3 separate regions of the Mus musculus genome follow, and all the other regions are linked to region 2. The links are chromatin contacts, called in public HiChIP or PLAC-seq maps. All regions are on one chromosome and are shown on one strand. Each heading gives the region's core, a stretch centred on a gene start, on an enhancer-like site or on the middle of the called end of the contact. The rest is flanking DNA. Distances are from core to core; before and after follow the strand shown. Region 1 has its middle 15 kb from the start of Gm35332. Region 2 has its middle 30 kb from the start of Lrrfip1. Region 3 overlaps Gm9991 (a long non-coding RNA gene).

Evidence for each region. HiChIP or PLAC-seq counts read pairs in DNA pulled down with a chosen protein or histone mark.
Region 1: an HNF4G HiChIP or PLAC-seq map of pancreatic cancer cells shows a contact between it and region 2. The contact joins two enhancer-like sites.
Region 3: a contact with region 2 is called in an HNF4G HiChIP or PLAC-seq map of pancreatic cancer cells. The contact joins two enhancer-like sites. A contact is called at or near these places in 1 of 39 promoter capture datasets (the 3T3-L1 cell line) and 1 of 115 datasets of contacts at active chromatin or transcription factors (pancreatic cancer cells).

What each region holds. Positions count from the first base shown.
Region 1 is chr1:90,717,073-90,720,236 of GRCm38.p6, reverse strand. No RefSeq gene overlaps it. Among named protein-coding and RNA genes, the nearest start is that of Gm35332, 15 kb to the right of the region's middle. Within about 2 kb of position 1,381, at least 43 of the 459 cell types and tissues checked have an H3K27ac peak or open chromatin away from gene starts, as enhancers often do. A contact at or near this core is called in pancreatic cancer cells, where this site is marked.
Region 2 is chr1:91,022,129-91,025,519 of GRCm38.p6, reverse strand. It overlaps a transcript of Lrrfip1 not described here. Among named protein-coding and RNA genes, the nearest start is that of Lrrfip1, 30 kb to the left of the region's middle. Within about 2 kb of position 1,354, at least 143 of the 459 cell types and tissues checked have an H3K27ac peak or open chromatin away from gene starts, as enhancers often do. A contact at or near this core is called in pancreatic cancer cells, where this site is marked.
Region 3 is chr1:90,676,126-90,679,504 of GRCm38.p6, reverse strand. Gm9991 (a long non-coding RNA gene) reads right to left here. Exons shown (of 3, transcript XR_878398.1): 3 at 1-612. Among named protein-coding and RNA genes, the nearest start is that of Gm9991, 3.3 kb to the right of the region's middle. Within about 2 kb of position 1,489, at least 26 of the 459 cell types and tissues checked have an H3K27ac peak or open chromatin away from gene starts, as enhancers often do. A contact at or near this core is called in pancreatic cancer cells, where this site is marked.

The sequences.
Region 1 (3,164 bases), core at 132-2,631, 310 kb after region 2:
CAAAGCCTGGAGCTCCTGGCTGTACCCTCCAGGGCGGTTGCTTAGTCCCTCAAATATCAGCTTTGTGGTTTGTGAAGGAGATGGAAGACTCACTTTTATACTGTCTTTAACATTAAAGGAGACAGCACCTGAGGAGCTGTGGATAGCTCCAAACTCCTTTTGTGATATGTAGCAACACCTGAATTCAGTTATTGCTTTAACTGCTGTGTGTTGACCAGCCACCATACATGGGATGCTATACATACTCAGGAATGTAGCAGCAAGAAAATAGGACATGAGATTAGCCTCCCAACCCTCTGTTCTGGGGACACGAGGCACAGAGCAAAGACAACACATTCTGTGAATGGCATGTTCAATTGTAAAGGTTTTTCAAAGGCTAAACCCTTAGAACTGGCTCTTGATTTAAACTCAGGATGGGAAGATGGCAGAACCTTCCCTAACACTTTGTAACTATGTGGGCTTTGTGGGGGTTGAGTGGGCTCTCTGTGTGTGTGTGTTGGTATGGGTGGGTGCACACAGAAGCGGAGACTGGTGTCTGTCAGTATGTATTTTTTATTGCTTCTTCAGTTTGAGACCAGGTCTCTCACTGAAGTCTTGTGCTTGCTACCTTATATAGAAAGGTTGGCCAGAAAGCCTAGGGGGACCCTCCTGTCTCCATGCCCCAGCAATGGGAATGCAGACATGTGCCATCCCACCCTGCCTGGCATCATGATGCAGGTGCTGAGAATCTGAACTTATGTCCCCATGCCTGTGCAGTGAGCCTGTCACCTTCTGAACCATCTCTCAGCTCTGTGTGGACTCCTCTCCTGAAAAGCCACCATATCCACCCTTACAAGGAAGAGTCAGGGGTTTTCATCATGCTGAAAAAGGTTTTGGCATGCACCCAACTTGCGGTTAGATTTAGTTCATGAAGTCTGGCTGTACATTTGAACATTTAGAAGCACAGTTCAACCACTTGATTTTTAGATTCGGAACAAATTGGAGGTCTTTATTCTCATACCTTCTCATGCTCCTGGGGCAATAAATAGACTTGGGTGTGGAAGGAAAACCCAGTCCCGCACACTTAACAAAAGTGGACCCCACAGCCAAGTACCGGCATGACTCACTGCCGTCCTGTAAGAACCAGAGGCCATTGCTCCCCTCCTGTCTGAAGTTGGTGGAGGTGGGTGTGGGGCTCAGACTGTTTTAGGACTTCAGGATAATTTAATAAATGAGTCACTTTCCACACACAGAAAGAGCCCAAGTATGCAGCTCTTCGGGAGGCTTTGGATGTATCCCATCTGTTCTTTGGGACTTTGAACCCACAGCTCTCTTCTGGCCTTAGTGATTCTAAGGGAACCTTCTGTGAAAAATGACTTAGCAACTCCAGCTCAAACACACAACATGTATACATTACTCATTGGTGGCCACATCAGGCCTGGCTTGATGGGTTTATAAAAAGTCATGACTGTGTAACAGTGGATACCTTGGAAACAAACAAAAAGCAAGAGCGAGAGGTTCATTAGAAAAACAGACTAAATAGAACAGATAAATTGTTTCTTGTACATACGGCTCTGGGAGGCCAAGCACTTGACCTTGAGGGCTAACTCAGAGGCACAGTTTAACGGTTGCTTCGGACAGTGTATGCCCCAGCGGGCCTCCACTGGGTCAGGTCTGTTTCAGGTGAGCATCCAGAGCAGCATTTCTAGGACTGGCTCATCTCTAAATGCCAGCGGACATGTCTAAGACTTATGTTTTCCTAGATGGAACCTCCTAGGGAGTAAGAGCACCTCTATTCCACATGGGTTTTCATAGAATATTTTATTAGTCCTTTGAGAGTTTCAAATATGTATACAATATATTTTGATAACCACACCCCTACTCCTCCTCTTAACCCCTTTCATGTCTACCCCACACACCACACCACCGACTTTAGGTCCTATTTTTTCCCAATAATTTACTTAGTCTAAATTGTGCTGCCAATATACTTCTGGGTATGGGGCAACCCACGGAAGCATGGTAATGCTAACAGGGACTGCATCCTTAATCCTTAAAGAAAATGGATTCTCCCTTCCTCAGCAGCTGTTAAATCCCAATAGTTCCTCAGGCATGGGCGGGGGGCCTTTAGTGCCCTCTTCTCCACTTCAGAATGGTGACTGGATTGATCTTGTGTAGTTCTTATACAGGCTTCCACAGCTGATGTAAATTCATGCATGTGATGGTCTGGTCACACTCAGATGATAATTTGAAGGAAACCAAGAGAGTTTTTGACTATTATCTGTAATTCTTCTGTTTATGTTCTTCTTTGTTCTTTATTATTAATATTGATGCTTTAAGAATTATGATTATTGTTTTTATTGTTTTTTTAAATATAGGCACGTTGTTATTGTTACTAAGACAAAGTCTTTCAAAGCCTAAGCTTGTCTCAAATGTGCTATGTAGCCCAGTCTGTCCTTGCATTTCTCCTCTTGTCTCCTCTTCAACCTACCACCCTTGATATTATTAATGTGTGCCACCGATCCCAGTCAGTATGCGCCCTGTTGAGTGGAGACTTGTATGCATGGCAGGATCCATGCTGAATGTGGTGGAGACAGGGGTAATAATGGCTGTAACTGGCATTTGTGGGTGTTGAACATGTAAGAGCTTGTCAGGCGCACTGTCACCAAGTCCTTACCACCTTTGACAAAGCATGTTTCTTCTACTATCACACCACAGCATGTACAAAGCTGCTCACTCCTGACGTCTACCTGACAATAACATCAGATCCCATAGACAGAGGCCTCAGTTCCCAGAACTGCCTCCAACCAACTTATCAGATAACAGGCACAAGCTCCAGAGAGCTTTGTCTGTGCCTCTGACAAGCAGAAATACGAACAGGGCACACAGATTGGGAACCAAGACTTTACAAAGCTGTGCCCATGGCACAAACAGGGAAGTTGGCAGCTCAGCCAAGAATATACCTCTAGAAAGCAGCAGTCACTCTGAGAGTCTGACCTCTGACGGGTGACTCCAGAACACATCCTTTATTCTCTACTCTTCCCCTTACTGGTTTCCTACTTGGGGAGGACTCAAAAGTATAAGAGGCAGTCTAGCCAAGTATGTATGTGTGGAGAAAAGAATGCAATAGAAATAATTTGTTTTTTCTTTTATGTTTTTGTTATTACATTCATGCATGCATTCATTCA
Region 2 (3,391 bases), core at 105-2,604:
GGCAGACAGACAGACAGACAGACAGACAGACAGACAGACAGAAGGGAGCAGAGCCATGAGGGTAAAGAAAGGGGATGGGGCAGTGAAGGACAGAAAGAGGGAGAGAGAGATGGACTGGCAAGAGAGAGAGAGGGAGAGGGGGAGAGGGAGAGAGAAAGATGAAGTGTGAGTGCGAGAGAGGGAGGGGGGCAGAGGGGGCAGTCCTTTTATGTACACCTGGCCCACCTGGTGGAGGAGGCAAGTGATGACATAAGCTGTTGCTAGGTTCCTAGGGGGAGCCTACTAAAATCACCTGTAAGCTAACAATGGGGACTTTTTGAAACAGAACTAAATGCATTTTGTGTTATGATGTGGCCACAATGTCCCCCATAGGCTCAGATACTTGAAACTTGGTCCCAGTTGGAGCTGATGTTTGAGGGGCAGAGGGGTTAGGAGGTACAGTCTTGCTGTGGGAGGTATATCATTGGGGCAGGATCTGGCTGCATCCCTGGGGGCCAGATCTAGGAAGTACATCACTAGGGGCAAGGGTCTGAGTGTTTGCTGTCTCACTGTGTTCCTTTCTCTGCTCTATACTTGCAATTTGCAAATGTAAGCTCATTAGACGTTGGTGGCACACATCTTTGATCCTTAGTACTTGGGAGGCAGAGGCAGGCAGATCTCTGAGTTCAAGACCAGCCTAGTATACAAAGTGAGTTCCAGGAAAACACAGAGAATCCCTGTCTTGAAAAATAAACAAACAAACAAACAAACAAACAAACAGAAAGTGAGTACTTAGCTTCCTGCTGTGGCCACCGTGCCTGCTGCTTGCAGCCACGCCTCCCTGCTGTGATTGACTCTTTTCTCTCTGTAGTATGGCTGACACACAATTCAGTGGTAGAATGCTTGTCTATTATGTGTAATGTGCGGTCCCTAGTACAGTTCAATCAATAAAGCAATCAATCACACACAATGAAAAGAATACTTTTGTCTATGGGGATCTAGATCTTGAATAGGTCTAAGAACAAAACACATCCCCTGGTAACCTAGCTGACCACACCTTGCCTGGATACAGGAGACTAAATGAGGAGACTCTGAGCTGCTAGCTGAGTGACTCTGGAGAGGAGTGGGTCTCAAAGACATCAAGGGTCACGTCCCCAAATAGTGACTCATACTATAAAATAACAGCCAACACGTTGAAATGCCTTCACATTTAAGAAGAGTTATTCATAAACGAAAACCATCTAAATATCTAAAATACCGGAAATTGTGGAAACACATTGCTCTGGCATTTATGGCCGATGTTTTGTCTCCAGTCGTCCCCGGGTTAAGATTTGACTTCCACTGTGCCAGCCTTTCCTTCACTAAGTTCCTGGATGACTGAGTTGTTTGGTCATGAGTGTGTGAGTCATTTCCTCTGTGAACAGACTGGCCTTGAAGTTAAAGAGTGTCAGCACTGTCAGACCAGAACAGGGGATCAAAGGCAGAGCCTGGAAAGGGGGTGCGTCCTTTATGCGCAGAGATATGCGATTCTTGGGGTTCATGGGAGTAAACTCAGTGTAAACTCTCAGGCAGGTCATAGGCCTCCTGAATTGAATCCCAGTTTTCAAACAGAAAATGGGTGGACATAAATACGCCTTAACACTCCTTTCAGTTAATATTTCACTTAAATATGGCCAGTATTGAGCGAAAGTCCCGTTCTGATATGAATAGGTGGCTTGTGATATTCTTTTCTCTCTCCTCTGCTGGGGATCGAACCTGGGACCTTGTGCATGACAGGCAGAGTCTCTAACAACTGAGCCACATTCTCTGCCTAGAATGTTTTTAATTTCTTTCTTTTTAAAATTGTGTGTGTGTGTACATGTGCAAGTGCGCAGGTGCCTGCAAAAAGCCAGAGTTACAGGCAGATGTGAGGCCTCACACTGGTGCCAGGAACTGAACTTGGGTCCTCTGCAAGAGCAGTGATCGTAACTGATGAGCCATGTCTCCCATCTTCATATAGGATGCTTTTTAGTGGGTTTTTGATGGAGTCAGGCAGTGGGTAACAGCTGCCCTCTACCCAGCACCCAGCATGTTCCTCTGCTCCCTTTACCAAGACTCGGCCACACCCTTGGAGAGTAGCCTCTAATAGCTGCCACTATCCAACACACCCCCGTGGCAAGCCAGGCTGGGTGACAAAACTCAAAGGAATGAGGCTGCAGTTACATATGACTCTAAACACTAAGGCCGATTCAGAGCTGTTTCTAGAGAGACACTTCTTGCAATTGCTTCTCTCCAGAGGCGCCCATGGGGGAGTCAATATACTGGCTGCTCCTGGTCCTGGTCCTTGAGACTTGGCTTAGGAAATAAGAGCCTAGGCCAGGGAGACAGGCTTCCCTCCAGGTGTCCTCTAGGGCTGCTGATCCAATAGTGAGCACATGTGGCAGGGTGAGATCACCTGCTGGGATGCTATCAATGACCCCATGTCACTACTGAGTGAAGTGGGGCCACATAGGGAGCCATCGCTGTGGTGGTCACCAGATCTATACTAAAAGGCTTCCGTGTTATAAAACTGTATCGATGGGGCATGGAGCATGGCACAGAGCAGCACCCTATTCCCCCCTTTTCATGGCAAACCAAACAGTACTCTCCTTGGAGAGTTCCCAAGGAGAGTGCAGGCACAGAAGAAAAGGAGGTAGACTACGTGAGCCTGAACAGCTTTCAGAAGTACAATCGGCCAACTCTCACACCCATCTTCAAGCATGTAATTCAAGAACTTTCGGTAAATCCATGAGTGGTGCACCACCCCACACGCCCTGGTGGCAAGCCCGGCTGAGTGACAAACTCCAAACGCATGAGGCTGAGGTGACAAATGGCTCTAAACATCACGGCTGACTCAGAGCTATTTCTAGACAACCACATCTTCTGCAGAGGCCCCAGCAGGGGAGTGGGCATGCTGCCTGACCCTGTCCACTGCACACAGAGGTGTAACTGCCCATTAACAGTCCCACCACTTCAAGGATGCAATTCAAGGGCTTTTAGTGAATTCATAGTGGTGCCATCTAATTCCGGATGATCTAATTCCGGACATCTTCATCCCCACAAATGCTGCAGTTTTGTGGGCTGCTCTGAGCACTCTCTATAGCCACTCTCTCTTGGAAGTCCTTTTGGGGTGCAGAAGCATCCTGGGCACTGCCTTCTTTTCTCAGCTGCACAGCATCTCATCTCATGAGAAAGACACTACGCTCAGTCCCAGAACACCCTCCCTCTTAGGCACTGCTAACCACGGTTCAGTTCTCTGCTTTTGTGAGCTCAGCATTTTCTTTTCCTTTCTTTTTTCTTTTTTTAAGACAGGGTTTCTCTGTGTAGCCTTAGCTGTCCTGGATCTCCCTCTGTAGACCAGGCTGGCCTGGAACTGACAGAGATCTATCTACCT
Region 3 (3,379 bases), core at 240-2,739, 350 kb after region 2:
CCACAACCTTCTCTGTAGTCCTGCAAGTCTCTCACACCCGGGACACAGGCACGACCCTTTTCCTTTCTATAATATTTGATTTCCTGTCAAGGGGCTAAGCCAACGGAGCCAAGGGTCCAGATGTTCCCACTACTCCCATCAGTGGCCCCGCCTCCCCCCACCTGCACTGAGACCTCTTGCTCCAGGGAGATGCATCTTCCCTGTGTACATTTGACACCATCTGGAGACACAAATGCGTGACTCCTATTGCCTTCCCTATGCGCAGCAGACTCTGCACTAGGAATGAGTTATAGTTTTTATTTGTTTCTTTCTCTTTCCCTCGAGTCTTTGCTGTACCTTTGCATTAGCAATGTAACACACATGGTGAGAGGCTTTCAGATACAGGAAAGCATGGAGATGATCAGAACCTCCTCTGAAAGCAGCATCTTGCCAGGGCTTCCGGTGATACTCTGACATTTGTACTCTGGGCTGGGTGACACGTGCAGCTTGACATGTAGGCAGAAGACATGGTCTGCAGTAGGACCGGATGCTGCCTTTTTGGTTGACCTTGGTGTCTGGAAGGCTTAGGAATTATCTGCATTTCAGTAGGAATGCAAAGGGTCAGCTTCAGATCTGGGGGTGGAAGATAGATAATAAATTCCCATCTCCACAGACATCCATGCCACAGCTGGAACTGGTGAGCTAGCATTATGATCTTCTCTGTGGCTTTCCTCCCTAAATGTTATTTCCCTAACTCCCTAAATGTTAGCTGGAAACAGGGGAGGGTGGTCAGGAATATCCAGGTGAGCTCAGACATGGTCATACACATCCTTATGAAAGGAGCACCGGGAGATGTGACATACATGGGGAGAAGCTCACATGACCCTGGAGGCAGTGATGGAAGTGAGCCAAGCCCAAGTCAACACCAGAAGCTGGAGAAGGAGGGGGAGGCTTCTCCTCTGCAGTGTCCAGAGGGATGGAAGCCTGTCTGTATCGTGGGTTGCCACTTATTTCAGACTTCTAGTCTCTTTGTTACTTTAAGCCAACAAGAATGTGGCAGTTCATTGCAGAAATTACAGAAAATCAAGGAATCAAACAGAATAGGCCCTGGTATGGAGCCAGGTCCTGGACCCAAAACACACCCAGTGTCAGAAATCAGGAAGTCAGACAGACAAACAAAAGGATAGAAAAGAGGGGTAGAATCAGGATCCAGTGCACTTCAGGTCCCTCCCAATATATAATTCTCCTCTTTGTGTTTCCAAAAGCTACATGTCCTGGGGCTCAGAGATGTGGTTCCATCTCAGCACAGATTCGTACTGAGGGAGCTGCATGCTATCCAACCTGTGAGGATTCAGACAAAGCCCTTCAGGCATATGGCTCTCCAGAGTGTCCAAACGTGAAGCTGACACCTCAAGAAAGAACCATGTCCTGTCAGAATGAAACAGGGATGTGCCTGAGATGCCAGGGGTGGGTGGTAGCACCCATGCACTGGCTCTGAGGGAGCAGGGTTAATGGCTCAGAAGTGGACTCATGTATTAGTCAGCCTTTCAGCACTGTGACAGGATCCTTGATGTCTATACCTTAAAAGGAGGATTTGGGTTTGTGGCTTCAGAGGTTTTGTGGGCCCCATTGCTATGGACCTGTGATAAGGCAGAACATAACCATGGAGGGAGGAGCTGTGTGGTGGATGCTGCTCACCCCAGGGAAACCAAGAAGCAGAAACAGGGGCAAGATAGACCTTTCAAAGACATGCCCCTGGTGACTCACCTCTTCCAACCAAACCCTCTCTCCTTCTAGTCCCTTTAGGTTATGAACTCATTAGTAGGGTAATTCATTGGTAAGGTTGAAGTCAGAGTCCTCACTGAATCAGATCATTGATGAAGCCCGAGTCTTTATGATCCCTTCAATTCCCAGCAGCACTCTCACCTGGGGATGAAGCCTTTGGAGGAGCACTTCATGTTAGAGTTTGAATATGAAACTTACCTCTTATGCTCATGTTTTGAATACCTCATCCCAAGCTGGTAGCACTAATTTTAGAGGAAACTTAAGGAGGTGGCATCTAGCTGGATGAAGGTCCCTGGGTGTGGGTTCTAGGGACTATATTCTCTCTGGTGTCTTTACCAACCCCCTTCCTGCCTCCTGTTGGCAAAGGGGTGAGTAGCAGCCCCTTTCACAGACTCCTGACACCAGGATGATGCTCTCCCCATACTCATGGGGAAGAGTAACCATGGGCTGAACCCTCTAAAACCACCAGCCAGGATAAATCCTACTCCCTCAAAGGGTCTTTAGAGGGATTTGGTCTCAGTGATAGGAAAAGTGAAATAACACACCCCACATCTAAGCCACTCACAGCCATTTCTAGAATATCCTATCCATCCCCCCTTGTATGTCATATTTCATTAGACGTTAGTTGACTCCTAAGGGAACTTGATGGTGAGTTTGCTCTAAGGGTCTCTCAGTGGCCTTCCTCTGTCCTGGAGATTTCCCCTTGAGGTGTTTGTGCTTGCCACCAGACCCCCTTGGGTCCCTGACTGAACTGGCCAGAGAGCAGCTGTGTGTTGCTCTCAGATTTCTTACAGAATGCTGACATCATGTACAGTCCTCCCCAGAAACACAAGAGCCAGGTGGGTATGAGGCAGAACACCCCACTGATAATTCCAGGCTGCGGCAGTGGGTGGGAGCCAGAAACTGAGAACTGAGGTGGAAGTAGCTGACTGGGCTGGGGGTGGGGACTTCCTGTCTGAGCCTGTGAATGATAGGACAAACCTTCCAGACTTCAGGTGGGGGAGGCTGCTACCCCGGGTTTGTGGGCAATCAGTTACCCTTTCCTCAAAGGCAACGCTGTGAGAGCTGTTGCCCGAGAACAGACTCCCTCCCTTTCCCAGAGCTTGGACAGCTGCCAGAGCCTGTCTTCTGGTCCCACAGTCCTGGACTGATAGAGAGCTTTCGGCCATGGAACTGAGAAAGTATCTGACCTTAGTGGAAAAAGCCATCACATCTCCTAAAAAAAACCTGCTCTTCCTCCAAATGCCAATGAGATAAACACTTCCATTCTCCAAGTGGAGTCTCTTCCAGGCAGGAATAGCTGCTCGTTAAGTTTTCTGCCTTACACTTGTGGTTTCAATCCCCATTGGGAAGTTTTGACCATTTGCTGGGTGGGGATGGGTATACGATTAAGAACAAATGTCTTGGCTGTGTGACTGTCAAAGCCCCAGGGACACTAATGCATCCGTGGGATTCAGACTGTGACTCAGCCCAGGGGCAGTGGCAGTTTACTGAAGAAGAGGCGGCAGGGTGGGTGACTCAGCCTCAGAGACTCCCATGAGCAGACAGAGATGGGACCACCAAGACATGTACAGCTCCAAGAAAGTTCAGAGCAGAGAGACACGGGGTGGGGTAT